Linked DNA regions of Mus musculus: region 2 is linked to region 1. A link is a contact called in public HiChIP or PLAC-seq data. All regions are on one chromosome and are shown on one strand. The core of a region is the stretch at or near the end of the contact, and the rest is flanking DNA. Distances in the headings are between cores, read along the strand shown. Region 1 holds the start of Cox20 (cytochrome c oxidase assembly protein 20). Region 2 overlaps Smyd3 (SET and MYND domain containing 3).

What was found. HiChIP or PLAC-seq counts read pairs in DNA pulled down with a chosen protein or histone mark.
Region 2: an H3K4me3 HiChIP or PLAC-seq map of the SCID.adh cell line shows a contact between it and region 1, with 8 read pairs. The contact joins the enhancer-like site here to the promoter of Cox20 in region 1. A contact is called at or near these places in 1 of 39 promoter capture datasets (hippocampal neurons) and 1 of 115 datasets of contacts at active chromatin or transcription factors (the SCID.adh cell line).

Annotation. Positions count from the first base shown.
Region 1 is chr1:178,316,842-178,322,537 of GRCm38.p6, reverse strand. Cox20 (cytochrome c oxidase assembly protein 20) reads right to left here and starts at 3,385. Exons shown (of 4, transcript NM_025511.2): 1 at 3,330-3,385; 2 at 679-793; 3 at 533-596; 4 at 1-57. The coding sequence starts at 3,368. It also overlaps a transcript of Hnrnpu not described here.
Region 2 is chr1:179,127,946-179,133,641 of GRCm38.p6, reverse strand. All of the region lies in intron 5 of Smyd3 (SET and MYND domain containing 3), which reads left to right. Among named protein-coding and RNA genes, the nearest start is that of Gm31349, 200 kb to the left of the region's middle. Within about 2 kb of position 3,466, at least 18 of the 459 cell types and tissues checked have an H3K27ac peak or open chromatin away from gene starts, as enhancers often do. A contact at or near this core is called in the SCID.adh cell line, where this site is marked.

The DNA of each region.
Region 1 (5,696 bases), core at 2,136-4,635:
TCTCTGGCAATTCTTTCCTGGATCCTCTGCTTAGCGAAATTATACCTACAGTGGAACCTTGTAAGAATGAAAAAGAAAGTAAGCTACTAGTTCCTATATATGAGCAACCTAAGGAATTTTAATTCACAGATTTCCAAAATGCTTATAAAGGACTATCCCAAAACTAAATTTAAAGGTGTTTATACAAATGTTCTTTATAACTACATAAAACATAGATTTCTGTCTCCTTAGAATAATTATACCTGTTGTAGAACAAACACTGTAGGAATCTCTTGGGTCTGACTCACTCAAAACTTAATGGAATTCTGCCACTCGTCTGTTAAACATTCAATGGGTAATAATGGAGGTTTATATATTGCCATAGTTTCCAGCAAAAAACAAAAACAAAACAACTGGTGACTCATACCTTTAATCCCAGCACAACTACACAGTGAGAGACCCTGTCTCAAGTGCGCGTATATACACATCCATGTTTATTGAATGAGTCCTGTTACTTTATCCTGACTTTAACTGCAATATCCAGCAAACATACCAGCATCCTAAAGTCACCAGGATAAATCCTCCTACTCCAACATCACATGATCTTCTAATTCTACCTATTGGAAAAAGCATGGTCAGCATAAATTCTGTGTAGAAAACATTATAATAGAGCTGTTTTAATTTAAGGAAAATACTCACTGGTCACCAAGAAATGTCCAAGTCCAGTCACAATAGATCCTAATGAGCCATAGAGTATAGATTCTCGAGCACATGGAGTGTTCTCAACATCTAAAATACCTAGGAGCTTGAAGGGCTAGGATAAAATGAAAAAGAATTTAGCCTGAACAAGAAAATAGTTAGGTTCCTATTCAATTTTTAATTACCAGTCAGCCAACTTAAAGTGTTCTAATCTGCCACTTCAGGATTTACTTCAGCATTTGAAATAATGAGCACAGTGATTAACCTCTAGCATGAAGTGACCAGTCTTCCAAGGACATGTCACTCAGCACTGGCTCAGAGATGGGGGTCAAAACATTTTTCACACTCTGTTCATGCAAGTCTTAGACATCTGGTGGTTTGTGACTGTAATGTAATCCCAGCAATCAGGAAACCACAGCAAGAAGAACCACAACTACATTGCTGTGAATTGGAGGTCAGTCTGAGCTTGAGGATGCAAGACTACACATAACTTATATGACAGAGCATGTGCGAAAAGAAGCCATTCTCTATTTGTACCCCAGCCCTGGAAGCACAGATGTTTTCTGCAATGCCACTCAATGCTTCTAGAGGATGACTGCATAAGAGATGAAACGTAACACTGGTGGGGAATGGAGTAAAAGACATGTTAGGTTCGGTTAAAGATAGGGTAGAGCTGCACTCCCCTTAGCTCAAGGATCTGCCTGAACGTGTGTAACCTGGCTTTCATTAAAGTAAAATTGTTCTTTCACTGATGACTTGCTTCTCTTGTTTTTAATCATACACCCAATCAATCATTGTGGGCTGTTCTCATCATCAAACTCTCAAATAAGAAACTACAGGTCTACTGGGGAGTTCACACCATCTCTGGAAATTACTCCTATGCCAACTAGCATCCAGTACATGATGAACATGGAGACATTCTGGTAGCGTTAGTGAAACCAGTTGTACCTATGTACCTACCACCTGTATTCTTGCCTAGTTCAGATAGCTTAAAATTGGGTTTCTTGTGAGAGATTCCTTGCTTATCCTATCACCTACATGGTGGTTTCATAACTCCAGTTCAAGAGAAAACTAGGATTCAAGTTGACTGTCCATCCTTTTCCATTAAGTGTGTCATTGCAAAAGGAGACCTGGTTGGCATTAAATCTTTCAAGCTTCCTGTGGCAAGCTCATCAGTGGTCCTAAAAGCCAGTTTTGTATTGTACTCAACCAGTCTCCCCCCCCAAAGGACTGCTTTGTAATCCTTTCATTTGAAAGGATTTTAAATTTGAAAGGATTTTAAATTCTGTAAGTTATATCTGTGGGTGTCTGACTTGGGCTGCCACAAGAGCTCCAGAGACTTGAACAGAGGTGGTAAATAAGCACCTTTACCTTCTGAGGATTGCGCTTGCTTCCACATCTTAAGTCCTAATACTACCATTTTTCTGTTGCCTTGCAAGACTATATTAACTAGATGCTCCTGATTTTACTTGAGTACCCACACGCTCATGGCCACTGTTTAGGCAAAGATACACTTAGATTCCATCTCACCGGGAATCTTGAGAAAACATTTACAGTAATTGGCTTGCTGTTCCACTGGCCTGGGGATTTGGCAGTAGCAACGTTCCAGTAGCAGTGTCCCCTCCTTTTACGGATTTAACATTTGTGACCTGTTATCAGCTGAATACCATTTATTCGACTCCCTGTTTGTGAGACTATTCATCTGCTTATTTGGTCTTAGTCGGTTTTGCAAACCGACCAAAGTATCAAAGTATTTTCAAGTAGTTTCTCTTGCTTCCAAAATCTTTTCTGAGACAGGTTTTAGGTTTACTTTGTAGCCCTGGCTATCCTGGAACTCACTGCCTCCTAAGTGCCTGGTTAAAAGGTGTGCCCATCCCAAGCCTTCATGGCTTTATTTTTCAGAGCAGAGTCTTTTTGTCAAACCCACTGTTCAATTTCAGCAAGTCTAGATGAGCTATGAAGCAAACACTACATTTGACCTTACTTGTGCTAGCAAGTTTTCATTTGATAGGTAGTGTTTTAGTTGTTTAACAAAAGACATCTTTAGACACTTGACCATGGCTTAATTAGTCTCCACTTGGGACACCTTCCTGTAGCCATTCTATCAGGCCTAGCAGTTCATGGCCAAACTGCAGTTTTATCCCGGCTGGCTTAAATGGATGAAATTCGACTGTCCCGTTACCCCAGTAGGATGTCGGCTTCATGCAGAGTGGAGATTTCGTCTTTTTTAATAAGAGGTCAAACTGCAGTTCTCACATTGAACTAACAAATCTATACCTTACCTGTGAGTGTGCGCTCCTGTGTTGTGCAAGGAAAAGGACTGATTCACTTGCTGGCCCAGAACTCACCCCTGCCTCAGCCCTCAAAGTGGAGATTACTGGCATGCACCATCACGCCCAGCTCTCCAGAGTTTTCATTTCCCCTTTATTAGCCCTTTCTACCAAATCCAATGCTAGTTTTGGATTAGTCTCCGTTTTCTGACCCTGCAGGCCTGCTCTTCACTAGTTTAACTGGCAATTTAGATATATCCGGGATATGAGGACTAGATCGCTGATATACCTCGCGGCTATGGGATGGGTCTAGGAAACCGGGTCGCGGCCTGCGCACTGCACACCTCCCCCCACCCCCCCTTGCCCCATGGCGAACATTACCTTTTTCTCCGTCTCGTGGGGCTCCGGGGCGGCCGCCATGGGCACCAGTCCTCTCCATCGCCCCGCCCAGGCCCGCGACGGGAGCAACACGGGCTCCGCCCACCCCATCCCCGCGCGGCGGCGGCCATCTTAGGGAGCGTTCCTGGGGCTGTCCGGAAGCCCGCCCTGGCACACTCCTTTGTTCCATGGAACCGGCCACACTGTTTTCCAACCCGCAACCGACCATGAGGAACGCGAGTGGTGGCAACCTAGAGAAGCGCCACCGGTTCCTGTCTCGCAGGCAGGGTGGCCCGAGTCAAGGAGCACCGAGAAACTCGCTTCCCTCAGCCCCTCCTCCGCCTTAACCGCCATTTCAACCGTTGTGCGCGTCCCCGTGCTGGGCGCTGAGGGCGGAGCCGGGGCCGCGCGTCGCGCGCCGCTTTGTCCTCTTAGAGGGCGGGAGTCCGGGTTTGACGGCCCCCGCACTGCCGGAAGTCGCCTGGCGCTGTTTCCGCGGGCCTCGTTCCCAGCTTGTCCTTTGTCCTAGCTTTGGTGACCTTGACAACCTCCCGCACCCCCGCCTCGGTCCCTCGCGGCGGCCTTCCAGCGCCCGCCAGGCCCACGCCCCTCCCCCTCCGGCCCGCAGATTTAGGTTAAAAATAGCGCGCCGCTCGCGTGGAGGAGACTCAGGACAAAATGGAGGCGGCCGCTACCTAGGGGGCATGCGTCAGGCGGCAAGTGCCTTCCTTCGGGAGGGAGGCCGTGGGTGACGCGACGGTGACATAGCGGGTAGAAACCCAGACCGTGGGTCGTTTGGGTCCAAGTGTCAGCCAGTTCAGCAGGCGATGGCGACTCCGTTTTCGGGTTAATGTCCTGGCCCCGGCCTTTTGCCTTTCTTTGTTTACCTATTTCCCGATTTGGCCTCTTCCGTTCCAAACGGCCCTTCCCCGGAAAATGTCCCGGCCTGTCATTGTGCAGAGTCATGCCGCCTTTCATGTAACGTGCTGCACGCTACTTGCCCGTCAGTGTTAGCTGGGAGGGTCTCATCTTAATTACCATGCGGACTGCTTACTGTCTTATTCTTCATGCTCATTAACTGCTTTTCGCCAATCCCAGGGGGTAAAAGTGATTTATATTTCTCTTTATGCGTAGTAAGTTGTTTTTTGTTTTTAAGGAAGCTGAACAGTTACAAAGTGTATAATGCTCTAATATTACTAGGACTAGAAAAGGAACTGTTATCTTGACAGTTTGGGATACTCTACTGAAATTCTTGGCTAGCCAGGCTTTGAATTTTTGTCTGGAAGGTAATATTTAAGGTTGTAATATTCCATAAAGGAGAGAGGAATTCTTTTGCATTCCTAATTGCGGTATAAAGGACGTAACGGGAAAAATACCGAGGAAATGGCGTTACCGTTTTACTTGTGACTGAGACGTTGCTAGAGTATACTGAGTTGGAGTCCATTTCACTTGTTTGAAAAATGTCATGGATTCGATAAAGTTTCTTAATTTAACGAAAATAGAATATTTTTCAGTTTTGTCTTTTAACAGTTAATAATGAAAAGTAACAAGCTCACCCTTCTCCTTCTCCCTGAAGGTGTGGATGAAAGAAAACGACTTTGAAGAGAATAGAGTTTATTCTGTAGTAAAATGTAAATGATCATGACCCAAGGACAGGATTCAAACTGCCCCCAAACCATATTCAACATAAAAGTGTTACAGTCTTATGAGTTTTATATGGTAACAAAAGAGATAAGACACTTCAGTTTATGGAATGTCTCTGGCTATTGGCCTTAGATTTCATCTGATGACATTCTCAGTCTTTGGGATTGGTGGAAGTTAGTGTTCTGTTTATACATTCCAGAAGGACAGTCACAAGGATAGATGCTAAGCTATACATAGAAGTGGGCAATGAATGGCTATTAAGGAGGCCAAGGATAGCCTAAGATAATTTAGCTCCAGGCTTGCAGCATTCCAGGTCTCTCCTGTCACAGTAGAATCAGCCTTGTAGAATTTTTAACTAAGGATTGGGGTGAGTGGTTGTGTGGTTTCCCCCTCATAGGAACTATAGTTAACAAAGGAGTTAACTGTTGTGTTCTTCCAATCTGTTTTCCTTCTCTTAATTAAAATTATTATGCAAATACATTTTGGAGTCATTTAAAATAACATTAGATGCAGATGTGTTGGCTCTGACCTAAAAGCCCAGCATTCTGGTTGAAAGAGTAGGTTTCTTGTGACTTCAAGGCCAGCTACAAAGTGAGGCTCTGTCTCACAAAAAACTGATAATAACAATGGAGGGTTTGAAGGTATAGCTCAGTGGGTAAAGAGTACCCAAGGCCTTGTTTTTGATTTGATACCCAGAACTGTTAATATATGCACAAAAAAATTTTA
Region 2 (5,696 bases), core at 2,217-4,716, 810 kb before region 1:
AAATGCTTTACCCTCCCTTTTAGCCCATTACCCACGAGAGGTAGTGGAAAACAAAGGGTACACGGGAAGTGTACCTGTTTAGAAAAGTTCTTTGGAGCAACTCCCATCTGAGTTGTCTGGAAATCAGCAGTTCAGTTCACAGATTAGCAGTGGCAGCTCAGTCCACTCATAAACACCTCATGGATACACCAGCAGTCCAGTTCAGTAGTCAGTTAGCAACAGTAGTTACATGACCTAGCAGAGACAGCCAGGCCTCAGCCTTGGCTCATGTCAGCAGGAAGGAGCACCAGGAAAAGTTCTTGACTGTGCCTCTCTCAGGGAAGGGAAGATCAGCGAAGATGTGAGGCCCACAAGCACTGCACAGCGAGCTCTCTATATAAGCAAGCCTAGCTCAGCCTCCATCACTGTCTTATTTATAACCTCCAAATATCACATGTCCTCTACTTGCCTTGCCTGAACAAGTGCATCCGTCTCAGCTACACCACTCTGCTAATCATCCTGAGTCCAGAGGAAGCAGCAAGAAACTGCAGCACATCACCAGAAGTTCTTTGGTGCATTTCTATGGAGTCCCGACAAATGCAGCTCAACTATGCAGTGTAAGGCGGACCAATACTCGTGTGCTGTTAGCAAAGAATTCTTCATCAAGTGTCCTTTCACATAATTGCTATAGCAGAACATCTCTTCACCTGTGCCTGCTTCAGCTAAACATTCCTTCACATTTCCCCCTGCAAAGCACCATTCCAAAGAACCTATAAGTTTCCACTTCACCAGTTAATGTGAGTTCTTGGAGGGATGAGGGGGCTGCCAGGCTTAGGAGACTCAGGAAGCCTACATGACTCTTATGGTACCCTCAGGAGGCCCCTCTGCCATCCAAGCTTCTGCAATCAGGTCACCCAGGCAGGAGTGTGCAGTGCAGTAACTGGGCATGAGTTGCCCGCAGTGGCTTGGGCTTTTAAGTCATGCAGCTGCCTTTGGGTTGCCAATGGTCCTATAAGAAGTCCTAGAAAATGTGTTAGTTTACCCACTTGTAAGTGGGTGGAACCCTCTTCTTGGTCTCTTGTTAGCCTCTCTGGAAAACAGACATTTCTTTCATTCTCTCCTGGGAAAGTTATACAACACAAGGTTCTTGGGTTTATTCTTATTGGGTCAGTCTAGATATCCAGCTTTTCTCTCGAGCTGGTCTCTGTGGTCAGAGGGACACACTAACTACTGATTGTTCTAAACCAGTGGTTCTCAACCTATGAAGCCCTACCCTTTGGGGGTTGAATGAGCTTTCACTGGGGTCACATATCAGATATCCTGCATATCAGATATTTACATTATAATTTATAACAGTGATGAAATTACAGTTATGAAGTAGCAATGAAAACATTTTATGGTTAGTGGTCACCATAACACAAGGAACCATATTCAAGGGTGGCAGCATTAGGAAGGTTGAGAACCATGCTCTAGACTCTCATTATTACTATTACAGTGGAAAGGGGGACCAGATGATGGATGGTTGGCATGTATTGATGGGTTTCATTATAGCACTTAGCATGGCTCCATTTAGCATGGCTGCTGCCATGGGTGTGGCGATGGTGGGTAAGGGGTTGATGCTCCAAAGTCAGCTGGTAGCCTCTGTTTCTAGAAACCTGGGTAGATGGTTAACTTTCAAGAAAATAAATGTCACCTGATATGAATGAAGCACTCACCATTTGCTGAACACCTAGCACACACCAGCCGATATTTTGACGTTTACCTCATTATCTTTGATTCTTAACAGCTCTGTGATATAAATGTTCTTTAATAATTGCTAAACCGAGACTCAGAGAACAATAATATCCTGTGTGCTCTGAGGGTAACATTTCTCTGTATAAAGAAAAGGTGAGACAAACACTCACTACCTTGGAAAATACCCCATGTTGTTTTAATTTTCTTCTGAGAAGTTTCCAGTGGAAGATCACAGGAACATCTGGATTTTTCCCGTTTGGGGGGAGTGGTGGAGGCATTGGCCTATGCTGTGCTTGGAGGCATGGACACAAGGTGGTTTCATCATGAAAAGTGGGCTGTTTCTCACACTGCCATGATTCACCTTATCTGGTGTGGATCTGTCAGCATTTTCCTGTTTGGTGACAAGTGATGACTAACCTGAAATGAGGTATGCTCTTGCACAGAGAGCCAGCTTGCCCCACGACGTGTCTGCTGGCATTTACAGAGAATGCACGTGCGCTCCCCTTTCTCCCTTGACGCTCAGGCACGTTTGTAGTACTCACTGGTGCCATTTATCTGTCAGATGTCTGGAAGGCGAGGCTAAGCCTGGGGGTCAGCTTGATGAGGGTCACACATATCCTGTTCTGAGACACTCAGCATCCTGTCCCAGTGAGGACACATCACTGCCTGCTGAACTGTGGGTGTTAGCAGGTCACCTTCACTCAGAGAGAACTAAGACTGGAAAGATGGAAAGTGTGCAGTGAGCACTTCTTAGGGTTATAAAACCTTCTCTGAGGACAGTGGAAATACCCAAAGGCTTCGTGTTTCAGCAGCCAACAAAGGTGTTTAAGGTCTAAAAATTTTGCATAGTTTTGTTTACAGTATTACACTAGTATATGTGAAGTTAATTGATAATTCTAGCTAACCTATATAAAAGACACACAAGTCAGATATTTTACTTACAAGCTGTAACAGGTTTGGAGCTATTCTAACTTGCTTCCCAGCTATGAAGTCCCTTCTTACTTGCTGTTTCTCCTGGCCACATGCTCATTCATGGTCCATCTCCTCTCCTGGCTTCCTCCCCAATCTCTGGGTCTTTTCTCCTTTCCCCTCTACCTGCAACCCCCTCACTTGATTCTCAAGGTCCACCCTCCTCCCTCTACCACCCAATCACAACTCTAGCCTTGTGTTGACCAGTCGAATTGGGGAACAAGGTTTGCATAGCATCACTTGGTGTACATGAGGATCTGCTTGTCAGCACAACGAGATCTTGAGAGCCAGTGTTTAGCACTAGATGAAAAGCAGCATCAGACTAACCCACTATAAGTATATAAAATCAGCCAGGTTCAGGAGGGTTATGGAAGCAATCTGTTGGGCTTGAGCCCACTACGGGATAGGTGCATGTAACAGACATGCATCTCAAGGCTGCTCTTTTGACTAGAGGGTCAGAAAACAAGTGTGTGTCTTTTAGAAAGCGAAGCTTCCCTAAAGCCAGTGTTCCTTAGTTCCCTTCTTCCTTCTGATGATGAAGAAAAAAAGTGTTAGCATGGGCAAATTGCATTCTTAAACATTTCCAAGTACAATTCAATGTCTCCTTCCTGAATGTATTGAAGCAATGATCTGGACACTAAGCCTGTTCTGAAATAAACACGCTGCTGGTTGTCTGAAAGTTAGGAGAAATAGAGTGAAAATGAAAGTGATTCTGAAATGTTGTGTGACTTTATCCACCCTGCCCGGGGGATGCACCTCCTTGTTTAGAGGCTTTGATGTATGATACGTGACATGTCTGAAGGTTGTGACTGGATAGTGACAGGCTTAGAAGAGCTTCACTTTAGCTGAGGTTGGTTCAAGCAGAGTTGGAGGCGGAATGGGACCTGAATCCAATAGTCTTAGGAAAGAGTAAAAACAAAACAGAATGCCGATGAGGGGTTTTAATAATGAATAATTTTCCAGGAACATGGTATTCCATATAGAGTATATTTACTATATATTTTTATATATGAGAGATCATAATATGTTTAAATATGCAATCCACTCAGTTGTAGAGCTCAGAGTATGAGGAAGAAGGCTACAATATGCAGTAGAAATGAAAACTTAATTCAATAACAGTGGGGGGCCATTTTAGAATTTTTCTAGAGAATTATTTGAAATTGCATGGCTACTCTGTCTACAGTATAGAGATTGAGTAGATGGTTTCTAGAATAGGCTCAGATGCAGGTATCATGTTGCATGGACATTGCACTGGTCCGAATGAAATGATACTGGTTCGCATTGCAGCAGTGGTCATAGAGGTGGGAACAAAGGGACACATTTTAGGTAGATGTTGGGGTGACTTGGATGGGATTTGGGGTGACTTGGATGGGATTTGGAGAGACGGGCCTGTGTGAATAATCAGAGAAGCCTTTTTGTTAGTAGATAATAAAGGACGGAGAGATGGGTGAGGTAGAAGCTCATGAATTCGCTGTGGGTGATTTTGGGCATGCCTGCCTCACAGATGAACTGTCTAAACGTGACTAGTAAATGCATTGGAACTTTGAGAGAAGTCTGGGTTTAAGAGGCACCCAGGCACAGACTAGAGGTGGAATACAGGCATGCCTGAGAAGTCTCAGGTAAAATGCACAGCATGAAAAAAGAAAGAAGGATAGAGCTTGAAGGAATGCCAACACTTTAGGGGGTAGCAGACTGCACACATCCCTTTATAAAAAGACTCAAGGGGGCTATTGAGAGGGTTAGGAGGCCCTGGGGTAGAAAGCAGATGTCAAACCCAACAGGTGGAAGCAGTGTGTGGACAGGAGAAAGATACCAGCCATTGCAGAAACGATGAGATACAGAGCCTTCAAAGCTATCCATTGGCCTGGAAATGACTAGTCAGCAGGATCATAGAATGTATGATATTCAAGAAGTTGGTTGAGCTACTTGAACAAGGAGGGGTTCATGGCAAGGACAGAATAGGTGTACGGTGAACATCCTCATAAGAAGTTGGGTGTGTGCAGAAAGACAGGGAAAGGTGCTGTATCCATCCCCCATAAAGACAATGCGGAGTTTTGTTGCTGAATTAAGATGGTAGGTAGATATTCAACCCTGTTTCTGTACTTAGAGAAGGGAGTGATTCAAAGGGAGCGACTCAAGAATGAAGAGTGAGAAAAGATTCAGTATGGAACATCCTCGTATCAGTAGCCCTGGGAATTTGTTTGAGAAGTAAATGATCCACCTCTACTTCAGACAAACCCATCAGAGCCTCTGTAATCTGGGCCCAGCAACTCATGTTGTAGTTCAAGATGGAGAACTGCTGAGCCAGAGCACTCCCCAGTTGTGCACTCTGCACTAGGGCCAGCAAGGCACTTCCTCGGGAGCCACGGTCAAATAGGTTCGTGGTAGATGCTGTGAGATTGAAGTTTACTCTTGATTCTCCCAAGTTTTCTCCCTAAGATTTAAAGAAGTTCTGTCTACTGCAGGGCCTGGGATAAGAGCCGGGTTGCTTGAATCCATCCAAATGGATTTCTAAGCCTATTCTAGGCTTAGAAATACCACCATCTAGGCTTCCTGGCTGAACTACAAGGATAAGTTTCAAGTTGAAACGTTTGTCTGTTCTCCCCTTCTTTCCATTCCTGTCCCCGTTCTTTCTCATCAGGAGCAAACTGTTCTACTTGTTGATGACGGATTCCTTGCAGCCAAGACAGTTCCATCCCACCTCATGTCTGAACTGTCGTTATCCAGGAGTTTGAAGTTTTTAACAGTTGTGATTTCTTTGCGCCTTTATTAGCTGCTCTCGAAAGGTTCCTGAGATCATATCCTTCAGAATAAGCAAGAACATCGGACAAGCATCCATCCATCTGCATAGGAGACTTGCTCATATGTGCGAGATGTCATTAACGCCTCCACACAGAAGGCCTCCGACAAAAGAAAACACGATGTTGTTTTTAAGACAAAAAGTCAAAAATTAAAAAAAAAAAAAAAAAAAAAACCTGCTGTGGGTGGGCATCTGGTTGCAGGACTCAGTGCTG